Regions from separate parts of the Callithrix jacchus genome. Here region 2 is linked to region 1. Evidence: chromatin contacts called from public Hi-C data. All regions are on one chromosome and are shown on one strand. Each heading gives the region's core, a stretch centred on a gene start, on an enhancer-like site or on the middle of the called end of the contact. The rest is flanking DNA. Distances are from core to core; before and after follow the strand shown. Region 1 holds the start of KRR1 (KRR1 small subunit processome component). Region 2 holds the start of PHLDA1 (pleckstrin homology like domain family A member 1).

Evidence for each region. Hi-C and Micro-C count contacts between places; a contact is called where the count stands out from the background.
Region 2: a contact with region 1 is called in a Hi-C map of skeletal muscle, with 4 times the contacts expected there. The contact joins the promoter of PHLDA1 here to the promoter of KRR1 in region 1. A contact is called at or near these places in 3 of 3 Hi-C or Micro-C datasets (induced pluripotent stem cells and skeletal muscle).

What each region holds. Positions count from the first base shown.
Region 1 is chr9:78,160,365-78,163,115 of calJac240_pri, reverse strand. It overlaps KRR1 (KRR1 small subunit processome component), which reads left to right and starts at 1,416. Exons shown (of 10, transcript XM_002752776.7): 1 at 1,416-1,536. The coding sequence starts at 1,452.
Region 2 is chr9:78,670,561-78,673,311 of calJac240_pri, reverse strand. PHLDA1 (pleckstrin homology like domain family A member 1) reads left to right here and starts at 1,389. Exons shown (of 2, transcript XM_003733802.6): 1 at 1,389-2,668. The coding sequence starts at 1,395. The coding sequence ends at 2,642.

The DNA of each region.
Region 1 (2,751 bases), core at 167-2,666:
TAAGACAATGCTGAAATTCAAGTCCAAGGGACTTGTGCTGCATAATTCTTCTTTCTCAGGGGAGGTCAGTCTTTTTTTTCTATTCAGGTCTTCAATTGATTGGATGAGGATTACCCACAGTATAGAGGAAAATCTGCCTTACTCAGAGTTCACTGATTTGAATGTTAATCTCATCCAAAAGCACTCCCACAGAAACATCCATAAAAATGTTCGATCAAATATCTGGATAACATTACCCAGTGAAGTTGACAATAAAAATTAACCATCACAAATATCTACTAATATGTTTTCCTTATTTTTCTATTGAATTGCTTACATCTTTTTATCACCTTGAATATTATTGTAATCAACCCATTAAATGTTTTGTGAATATTTTCCCCATCTCTATTATATCTTTTATTTTTCTTACACTATTTCTCATCATTTTAAATTTTAAATTATTATTTTGAATCAGTGAGTCACTGAAATTGAGATGAAAATTTGGACACCATCATTTTGATCATCACTATTGAGTTTCTAGTCTTCTAAGATGATTTTAAGAGATTTTTCAATATTTATTTTCAATATGTATTCAATAAATATGATATTTAGTTATTAGTCAATATTTATTTGAAATCGTTCTTTCAATTCTAATGCATTTTTGAAAGATGTTGAAATTAGATCATCTGTCCTTTTCCAAAAAAAGGAATCTAGAGCACACAGTTCTCACACGTGGAAACTATTGTTTAGAGGTTTTAAAAGTTTAAAACTTTCATATGTAATATTGATTGCAATGTTTAATTCTTAGAACTAGTCGAATTTATTTATTCCATACCATATTTATTTTTAAAAGTTTTCTTCGAAATTGCTTAAAACATAGTCTAAGCAAATTGTTGAAATATTGTTCTCATTTAATTTGACTGTCAATTTTAATTTTTAGTAAGTATATATAGGTACTATTTCCTCTTGTAAAGCCAACATATTTTTCACAATAAATAGTAGCTATTCCTGTCACTTCCTGCAGTGAGACCCATATAAATTATATTCTCGTATTTTTATTTCCTCCCGATATCTAGTGCATATTTGGCCATCATCTAAATATTCATCAAAAGAATAAACGACTTCCATGACAGCCTGGTAGCACTCCGCAGTCCGGTGGTCCAGGTTACAACGTGAGGCCGAGGAAACTACGGATTACTATCCAATTTGCCTGCACCGCTTGCTAAACTACAATTCCCAGTACGCAAACTCCATGGTTGCAGTGCATCCTGGGAGAAGGTTTCCGGCTCTTCAATTGGCCAAGTAGGAGAAGCTGTGGGTTGGGCAAAAACGCGGGCCTTAACGCACGTACGCACGGAGACTGCGCAGGTCTCCTCGTCTGAGTTCCGAGGAACTCATTTTGAGTGTGGGTATTTTAGCACGTAGGACTTAAAAACAGTTACACATCCGGCGCCACCGGAAGCAGCTTTAAAATGGCGTCTTCCTCGCTGGAGCGGCCAGAAAAAGCTGCTGGAAAAAGTGAATTTCGTAACCAGAAGCTGAAGCCGGATAACCAAGGTGATGTTATGTGGGAACCGAAGCCTGGGGTTTGTGGACGTTGAGTTGCGATGTTTCTTTCGTTGTTTGTTGACTTATAAAACCACCTGGAGCCTGTTCTTTGTAGTTAAGTACCGGAATTGCTGATGATTAAGATTGTTAGCCGGGCCCACCGGAACGACTAGCCGATATGGTGTCACCCACGTGTTCCTAACTATTTCTTTTGCTGAAGGGTCCCCCAAGCGAAGCTCTTGCGGAATGCGTATTCTGTAAAAGGATGAGGGTTGAGAAAATGTCCAGGGCGCTGCGGAACCTGGTAGCGCGCGGGTGGCCGAAAGTCACTGACGGAATGAGAAATAGGGTGAGGTGGAAATAGGTAGTCATGACATACAGGTGTGGACCCTGATAATGGAGTGAGATGTGGGGAAAGGAGCTGACATGCCCTTAGCTTTAGTTTGTCAGTAAAGAAATTTTAATAGATTTATCAATTATTCCTGTGTCATATTGCTAAAATATTAGACGACACAGTTCTTACTCTTTAGATTGTGCTACCTTTCAATTAACTCCTGCGTTATAGTCTGGTTTTACCCATTTTCTTCAGTATGAGTGACAGAGATAGTCAGAGAAATAGCCTGGGGACCTGCTCAACCAGGCTATAGGAAGTGTTAAAAACATCGAACTCTCAATTTAGATACATTGGGAAAGTAGTAAAGGTTTTTTTGTTGTGGCTCATTAAGTGGTTATGTAATGTAAATAGCAGAGGTTACAACTTATATACAGTTTAAATAATAAAAACATGCAAGAACCTAGCATTCAGACTACTAAGTAGAATAGAGCAAGCATTACTATACCCCTCAAACCCTTATGTACACCTCTCAGATCATATTCTCTTTTCCAGATTCAGAAGTAACCACTCTGAATTGTATTATTTTCTTTTCCTCTTCTTGTAGTCACGAAGTGGCTTAATTTTGCGTCATTTTCAATTTTATACATCAAAGTGGACTGTATGCATTTTTCTGTGTCTTCTAAGGTTTAGCTTTCTGTTTTTCAAACAGGGTAATACCCGTAGGTGTAGTTTTAGTCTTTTCACTGTTACATGGTGTTTCCTTGAATGAATATACCCCAATTTATTTTTTCATTTTACCGTTGGTGGACATTTGGATTGTTCACATTGCTTACAATTATAAACAATACTGCTAAAACATCGTGGTACATGTCTTCTGGTTAGCAAGGGTT
Region 2 (2,751 bases), core at 140-2,639, 510 kb before region 1:
CTAATCAATTAACAATGTGAAGGCCAGAGATCTGGCCAAGCATAATTTAGTGGGACTCCGGCTTGCTGACTGGATTGTCCCGTTTGATCAGACATTGTCTCTTAGACGAAGATTCAGGACGCCCTCGTGTATGAAAGTTATCCTTTGTTCTCATTACCTTGGGATTAAGTTCGAATTTCTTACCATGACACACAAAGGATTCGATTCTTGCTTAGCTCTCTAAGCTGCTCTTATGTTCTCTTCGCCTCTTGAATTCTTTGCTCTTGCCGCACAGCTAGCAGATGAGCTAATCTGTCTGTTCCAGTTTGGGCACAGTAGCAGCCCTTCCTCTTACCTTGGCCCACTCTGACTTGTCCAGCCCTGGTTTAATTATTCTTTGTGTCCTCGTGAGGGTCCGCACATACTTGGGGCTGTTTACCAAAGGGATGAATTTCCCTAGCGGGAGGCTAGATCTCAGTTAGGCTTTACTTCCCAGAAAGCGGCTTCTATACGCATTAAAATGTAGGAGTAGGAGAGTGCTGGGGACATTGCCTTCCCGGGGTCACAGATAAATGAGATTCCAAAACCAAGATCTGGCTAGGCGCTTGGAAAGAGAGACCCGCGGAGGCCAATCAGGCATTTGGAACTGGGCCTTGCAGTGTGGGATCTCAGCTCAGACGTTCCCCGGTTTGTAGTTAGAAAGCTGAGTTACTGTTTTAATAGATGTAGCACACCGTCCCGACGGGTCAAGAAGAAAGCCGAAGACGGGCTGGTGCCTGCGGTCGGGGTCGAGAAAAAGCAGGCAAGATGCGACCTGACGTGGGTCCGCCTTTCTCCACCCGTGGCAAACCCGACAGTCGCACTATTGCTTTCACAATCGCCCTCTGCAAGAAGAGCTACTTATTGACCGTGAGCGAACATGCGTGGGAAGCACGATGTCCTCTGTGCGCTCAGTTGTTTACCCAGCGTCCGGAGGAGGCACACCCGCAGGACTCGCGAACCTCGGCCCCGGCCTCCCAGCTCGCCCAGGCCACGACGCTGGCTCTGCGGGCTCTCGGTGCCCAGCGCAAATCCCCAGGGCTAATTCGCAAGGACCGAGACGCAGCACTGCCAGAAGGCAGCCCCCGCCCGCGCAGCCGGGTCCTCACTGTCCGAGGCTGTTAGCACAGAGCTTCGCCGGCCTGGGAGAAGCGGGACGCTGGGGATGGCCTCGCAGCGCCCTGTGGGCGTCGGCATTAGTCTCCAGGCAGCCAGGGCTCCTTGGGCGATCTCCCCGGGTGGAGGAGAGGAGTTTCCGGGGCTCGGGTCCCGGTCGCCTTCCAGGGGAAAGAGCGCGAAAGCAAGTGGGCGGCGAGAGGCGGAGCGAGGGACGCGGGGGGCGTGGACGCAGCCGGCTTTGGAAAGGCCCCAAGTTAATGAGGCGTGCGCCGGCTGCCGAGCGCCTCTCGGAGCTGGGCTTTCCCCCGCGGTGCGGGCGCCAGGAGCCGCCTTTTCCGCTGGGTGTCACTCGGGGGTGGGGAAGATGGCCCATTCAAAAGCGCCGCGAGGGGGCCAAGCCAGTGCCCTTCAGTGAGCGCTCGCAAGAAGACGGCAGAGGCCCGGCGGCTCGCAGCTTCGGGACCTTGTGGCGCATCAGGACGCGGCTGTCCCTCTGCCGGGACCCAGAGCCGCCGCCGTCTCTCTGCCTCCTGCGAGTTAGCTTCCTCTGCGCGCTCCGGGCAGGCGGCCGTGGGAGCCGCTGGGGCGAGGACGGCGCACGGCTGCTGCTGCTGCCCCCGGCCCGAGCGGCTGGAAGCGGAGAGGCCGAGCCTAACGGCGGCCCCGCTTATGCTGGGAGGATGCTGGAGAGCAGCGGCTGCAAGGCGCTGAAGGAGGGCGTGCTGGAGAAACGCAGCGACGGGTTGTTGCAGCTCTGGAAGAAGAAGTGCTGCATTCTCACCGAGGAGGGGCTGCTGCTCATTCCGCCCAAGCAGCTGCAGCAGCAGCAGCAGCAACAGCAGCAACAGCAGCAACAGCAACAGCAGCAGCAGCAACAGCAGCAACAGTCCGGGCAGGGGCCGGCGGAGCCGTCCCAACCCAGCGGCCCCGCTGTCACCGCCCTCGAGCCGCCGGTCAAGCTCAAGGAATTGCACTTCTCCAACATGAAGACCGTGGACTGTGTGGAGCGCAAGGGCAAGTACATGTACTTCACTGTGGTGATGGCAGAGGGCAAGGAGATCGACTTTCGGTGCCCGCAAGACCAGGGCTGGAACGCGGAGATTACGCTGCAGATGGTGCAGTACAAGAATCGTCAGGCTATCCTGGCGGTGAAGTCCACGCGGCAAAAGCAGCAGCACCTGGTCCAGCAGCAGCCCCCACTGGAGCAGCAGCCGCAGCTCCAGCCTCAGCCCCAGCCCCAGCCCCAACCCCAACCCCAGCCTCAGCCCCAGCCCCAGCCCCAGCCCCAGTCACAGCCCCAGCCTCAGCCCCAACCCAAGCCTCAGCCCCAGCAGCCCCACGCGTATCCGCATCCACATCCACATCCGCACGCTCATCCGCATCCGTATCCACACACTCACCCGCACCCGCACCCGCATCCGCATCCGCGCCAGATACCGCACCCGCAGCCGCACTCGCTGCCGCACGGACACCGGCTTCTCCGCAGCACCTCCAACTCCGCCTGAAGAGGGCAGCTCCCGGGCCAGACAAGGTAGGGTCCCGGCACTCGCACTCCCGCGGTGTGGGTCTCAGAATGTTGGGAAGAGTAGGCAGCCTGTTCACAGGTTCGGATCC